Linked DNA regions of Sus scrofa: region 2 is linked to region 1. A link is a contact called in public HiChIP or PLAC-seq data. All regions are on one chromosome and are shown on one strand. Each heading gives the region's core, a stretch centred on a gene start, on an enhancer-like site or on the middle of the called end of the contact. The rest is flanking DNA. Distances are from core to core; before and after follow the strand shown.

What was found. HiChIP or PLAC-seq counts read pairs in DNA pulled down with a chosen protein or histone mark.
Region 2: an H3K27ac HiChIP or PLAC-seq map of alveolar macrophages shows a contact between it and region 1. The contact joins the promoter of TECPR1 here to the promoter of LOC100516852 in region 1. A contact is called at or near these places in 1 of 5 promoter capture datasets (fetal skeletal muscle) and 1 of 2 datasets of contacts at active chromatin or transcription factors (alveolar macrophages).

Annotation. Positions count from the first base shown.
Region 1 is chr3:5,145,196-5,148,149 of Sscrofa11.1, reverse strand. LOC100516852 (radial spoke head 10 homolog B) reads right to left here and starts at 1,484. Exons shown (of 20, transcript XM_021086088.1): 1 at 596-1,484; 2 at 1-4. It overlaps PMS2 (mismatch repair endonuclease PMS2), which reads right to left. Exons shown (of 14, transcript XM_021086081.1): 14 at 2,516-2,954.
Region 2 is chr3:5,441,391-5,444,344 of Sscrofa11.1, reverse strand. TECPR1 (tectonin beta-propeller repeat-containing protein 1) reads left to right here and starts at 1,392. Exons shown (of 26, transcript XM_021086091.1): 1 at 1,392-1,500.

The sequences.
Region 1 (2,954 bases), core at 235-2,734:
TTAGCTGAAAAATAAAAAAAATACGTCTCTAAAATTTTCAGCGTTTCACTCATAGTTACAATTCGATCTTTATAACCCCAAGGTCATTATCATTCTCCCGCTAGAGCCTGAAAATGTAATCACAAGTATCAAGTCGGGCCAGTTTATAAAAATAATACCATCTCAATACTGCATTAGTTATTTCCTAAATTTTTCTTAACTGGAACCGCGGTCTATCATTTCTTTCCTTCTTATTCTTTTTTTAAATGGCCCCACCTGTGGCCTATAGAAGTTCCCGGGCCAGGAATTGAATCCAAGACCCGCAGAGCTGCAGCCACATCAGATCCTTTAACCAACTGGTCTAGGCTGGGGATCAAACCCACGCCTCTGCAGAAACCCCAGCCGCCGCAGTCATATTCTTAACTCACTGTGCCGCAGAGGAAGTCCCATTTCTTTTCAAATAGTGTTCCAGCGTGCATGCAAAACAGCAACGTAACCCCTAAGGTCTTACATGCTGCCAGCTCATGTAAAAAGCCCATCCCTTCATCAACCACCCCCACGTCAAAGTTCTCGAGAGCTGAATTCAGGCTCCTGGGTTGCCCTTTCCAGCTGTTACCTGATATCCTTCCGCTTCGGGTGTCAAAGAGGAAGAAGAGTAGCAAATAGGCAATTAACAGTCTGATTCTAAGGATGAAATGAGATAATGGACAAAGTCTCTCAGTATGGGACAAGGCGCACAGGCAATAAGACAGTCATTATTTTTTCACTTTCCTGCTTCTGAACCTGAAGTCACGTGCTCCCTACTCTCTAGAACAGCCCTGTGGTCAATAGAGTGCCTCCCATGCCAGACAAGAAACCTGGTGATGGTCATTGCCCAAGGTGGCAGAGCTGAGAGGCTGGGCTCCAAAGCCAGTTTTCCTCACCCTCCACGACCGCCCCCATGGAGACATCCTAGCGCATCTAGCAGGACGCGCGGGTGAGCCCTGGAGGGCAACGCAAGGTCCCTCTCTTCGAGTGCCCGAGGGGTGAAGGGGGCGCCCCATGCCCTCCTCTGCCTGGACGGCGTCCTCTAGGCTTTGCCCTCACCAGCATGGTCCTGCTTCACTCTTCCTTCAAAACCCCATGGCTCTTTCCCGCCCTGCACCCAGATCCCATGACTGTGGGCGAAGGAAGCAGCTCTGCGTCGAAGCTCCTTTGCTAAAGGCTTTCTGGTCCACATCTGAGCTATTCCTAAGGCAAGCTGCGCTTCTCAAGCGTGTTTCCTACTAACTTTTATCTTCTGTCCTCCTTGGTTTGAGTCTCTGTTACCCACCGGTGTACTTCCCTTAGCACAGGAAGGGCATTCTCTGAGCCAGGGAGACCCAGCTTGCTCCTGCCGCTTCCCAAGGCCCTCCCTGCCCACCGCCCACCTGCTCGGGTCCTCAGTGGCTGGACCTGGCCGTCACGTCCTTCCGTCGCGGCGCACACAGGGTCACCGGCCTGGGACCCAGGGACCCCACGCTAACGCTTACCTCTCTGGGGACGCCTGGGGGCTGGGCCGCGCTGGATGGGAGGTGACGCGGGGCAGTGAGGCGTCGGTCCCCGCCGGTCTCCAGGCAACCGCAGGCCCCGCCCCGCCACACCCTTAAAGGGGCCGCAGCGCGTGCTCTGCCCGTCTGATCCAGAAAGGCAATAGAAATCTGGAAGCACCTGACCCGAGTTTTCCCAGCTCTGCTAACTGGCCGCGGTCTCTCTCAGCCTTTATCTTCACAGCATCACAGGAGTAATTCAGGTGCTAGTTCTCCTTTTCCGCCACCAACAAATTAAACTTAGTGGCTTAAAGCAACACAAATTTATCATCTCACACTTAAGTTAGGAGTCCAACAGGACAGGTTCCCTTGGCAGCTCCAGGGGAGAATCTTATTTCCTTACCTTTTCTAATTTCTAGACGCTTCCTTCCTCCATTTTCAAAATCAACAAGATTGACCCCTGGCTCAGCTGGGAAGCGTCTACACTTAAAAGCAATCATGGCCTAAACTGGGCCCACCCAGCCAAACTGGATCCTCACCCCATCTCACCACCCTGCCTGCCCTAGTCGCACCTGCAGAAGTCCGTGGGCCATGGGGCGCACTGAATCAAGGCTTCTGGGATTAGGACAGGCAGTCTCTGGGGAAGGCCTACCTGAAACAAATCTGTTTGCAGCGTTCTTGCCGATCCGAAACAAGGTCCTTGAGACAGGCCCACCAGCACAGTGCCTGCACCAATGGGCATCATCACTACTTGCCTGTCCTTACCTCGAAGGAATTCTGAGTTAGTAAACAGAAGCCCACGGTCTGCGCAGAGCAATGGGGGGGGGGGTCCCCCTACCCAGCGCGCACCAACTGCCATTTGCACCCCACAGAGGGCAGTTTTACTTCCACTCCGGCAGAGTTCAAACGGGACGAGGTTCCATGAAAAACTCTGTCCACAGTCAGGGATTCTTCTAGCTCCAGTACCACTCAGTAACTAGACTGTCTTGCAATTCACACTCTAAGGAAACCAAATCACAGCATCAAAGTTACAGAAAAATCTTTTATTTCCCCTTGCCTACAACAACGGTCTTTGCAACCCTGGCTGCAGCGGGGAACATTTAAGAATAAGGACCCCGCTCCCCCTGGTCAATTCCTTCCAGCTGGACAGAGGATCCCGCTTGAGTTTGCTGGACTGCTTTCTCAACAGTTTTTTCTTTTTATGGCTTCAGCTGCAGCATGTGAACGTTCCTGGGCTAGGGGTTGGGCTATGCCACAGCGACCCCAAACTGCACCTGTGACCTGTGCCATGGCTTGCAGCAATGCCGGATCCTTAAGCCACTGTGGGAAGCCAGAAATCAAACCTGAATTCCTCCCCCACCTCCGCCCAGAAACAATGTCAGGTCCTTAACCCACTGAGCCACAACAGCAACTCCCTATTTTCTAAATTTACTATGCATCAGGGTTGAGAACCACTAATTCAAATGG
Region 2 (2,954 bases), core at 143-2,642, 300 kb before region 1:
AGCCACTCATGTTCTTGCTAATAGTACCCTAATTGTCCTCTGAGGAACCACTCACTTTGTCTGGCTGAGCCTTGGAGCTGTGGGCCTTAGCTCAGGCTGCTACAACAAAAATAGTGCAGACTGGGTGGTTAAACAACAAGTATTGATTTCTCACAATTCTGGAAGCTGACAGCCCCAGAGCAAAAGTCAGCAGTAGATACCGTGTCCAGAGTCTATGCCTCCTGGCATGAAGACAGCCACCCTCTTGCTGCATCCCCATAAGGGGAAGGGGTGTGAGGGCTCCTGTGTCCCAGCTTATGAAGGCACTAGTCTCTTCATGAGGGCACCATTCTCATGACCTGATTACCTCCCAAAGGTCCCGTCTCCAAATACCACCACGTTGGGGGCTAGGATTTCAGTGGGTGAATTCTGGGGGACATGAACATATAATCTATACCACCCACATCTCCAGACTAAGTCAGTCCACAAATGCTGTTCCTCGATTATGCACAAGACTCCATAGAGCCATCCAGGGTGAACCAGAGGCTTCTGCCTTTGCTCCCACTGGAGTCGACCCTGTGGGACTTGCCCACTGTGTCCTCAGAAAGGAGCAAGAACCAGAGAGAATGGGAGGTAATCCTGCTTTTGCCTCTATGTCTGGCTGTGCCAGGCCTTTCATTAATCCCATCTCCTGGTCTTGGCTTTGTCCTCCTTTCTCCATCCCAACTTTGAGAACATCACCACCACCTGCCCCTCTGAGTTGTTGGAGAGATGACGTGAGAAGCTGCCCAGACAACACTTACATCACCGCCTGGCACTCAGCAAGCACTCACATGTTAGTATCATGATATTAGCTACCTCAAAATAGGTTTTCTGGCGCTGGCAACACAAGAGCCTGAAAAGAGGGTGACCTGTTATTGCTACCGCGTCAGGCTGTGGTCACAAAATCACGTTTCCAGGAGTTCTCCCAAAAGGTTAAAGCTTCATGTGTACTCAAGGCGACACTTCAGTTAGATGGAAACCACTTAGACACCAGTTTCCACGCCCAAGATCCGAGAGCCCACAAGCCGGCTCTCCTCCGTCCTCAGTCCCTGCGGCTCCTCGCATCCAGGAACCCCTGGATGCTCCCCCGTCCCTGCCTGCACCCCGAGAACACAGCGCCTGCTCGTGCAGGTGGTCCTGGGGAGCCCGGGTCGGGGGCGGAGTCCTGGTGGGGAGCGGCCTCCTTCCCAGGAGAGCGGGAAGCTGGCCCCTCCACCAAATGCCCCAGCACAACTTCCCCGAGACCCCGGAAGTGGGCGGGCGAGCGACCCGCCGAGACCCTGAAGCCGGCAGGTGACGCAGCTTCTCGCAGCCAATCCCGCGCCTCTGGCCCTTGCGTCACTGCGAGGCCAACCAATGGGAGCGGGCCTGGCTGCCGCTTCCTGCCCACCGGCTCTCCGGCAGCGGGGGAGGGCCTGCCCGCTCTCCCTGCCGCCGAGGAGCAATCGCCGCGAACCTGCCCGCCGGGCGCCGGCCCAGGTGAGTGCAGCGGTGGCCCACGAGGTGGGACGGGCGCCCTGCCCCCCCTCCCCAGGTTGGGGCGGTGCCGGGGGCAGTAGCTGCGTTTGCCCCACGGCGCGGGGAGGTAGGAAGGGGCTGTGCTGGTGCTCTTTCCCGCACTCGCTGCGGGGCGCCACCCCCTGTCCGCCATCCACCTCCCCCGGAACGTGACACCTCCACCAGCCTTTGCGCTGGAGTGACTTGGGAAGTGACTTGGGCTGCTGATCCTCGGGTTCAGAGGATCGAACTGCGAGGAGCCTGTGTGTCCCTCCTCTGGGCAGTGGTGAGAGCAAATCTGCTTGCCGCGGGATTAGCTCAGACAGATGGTCAGGGCCCATCTCTGAGATGCTACTGGTGGCAGGGCAGGGGGCCCACCTGTCGCCCAAGTGCACCGAACCAGAGTGAAACCAGGATGACCGCCCCAATGATGGGAGCTGGGAGTTCATCTTAAGAGCTGCCCCCTCAGGGCACCTCCTGTTCTATAGAATGGGTGGACCTGCTCTCTGGGAAGGACTCGACTGCCATGCATGTTCTGCTCTTTTCTCCCACCTCGATGTCGCCTTACAAAAGCTCCCCACAATTGGCAGGCAGTCAGCCACTTTCGTAGCCAGGGTTTGCTCTGTTTGTGCAGGGGGGAGAATGAGACAGGGTGTGTGATAGAAAAACAGACCAATAGGAAGCCTTGCAGGAAGGAGTCCTAACCGCTGACTGGGAAGTAAACCTTCAGGCTCTCCTGGGAACTGTGTCCCTCCCTCTACCGCACATAACCCTACTCCCCCCACCCCACCTTCCCTTGGGTACCTTTATGTCTCCAGAGGGATCTGTTAAGTAATCTGTGTCGGCAGGCAGCTGGCTCTGCAGGTGGTGAGCAGCCCTTCTAAGCAAAATGACTGAGGGTCCAACTGGAATTCATTGTGCAGAAGTTCTTGGTGAATCAGAGGTTGCTTTCTTGGAAGATGCTGCTGCTGTCCCTTTACCTTTACAAAACAAAGAAATCCTGGGATCTCAGAACCATGGGACTTAATGCTCCATCCTCCTTTTCAGGAGTGCTCTGACCTAGTGACCCAGTGTCCCAGGACAGATTGCTCCATCACCTCACAGCCAGGAAGTGACTTGAGAAGTTGGGACCACATCCTGGCAAGGGCAGAAAGGGGGGGGGCTGACCAAGGATGTTCCCCTCATGTCATCTTTAGCTGGGAAGTGATGGGTACCTGGATTTCCACACCAGATTTTTCAAGCATATCCCCAAGCCCCACCTTTCTCTAGCATCTTCTGTTAGGTGCCCAGAAGGCTCAATTATGTCTCTGTGGAAATTACTGCTTAGTCATTTCTCTGGAGCAAAGTGCATCCAAGTCCAACATCCCCATTCATTCATTGAGATCCACCTGCAGATTGAGCCTGACCTAAGTGGCTACTTATACAGTGACCTGTGA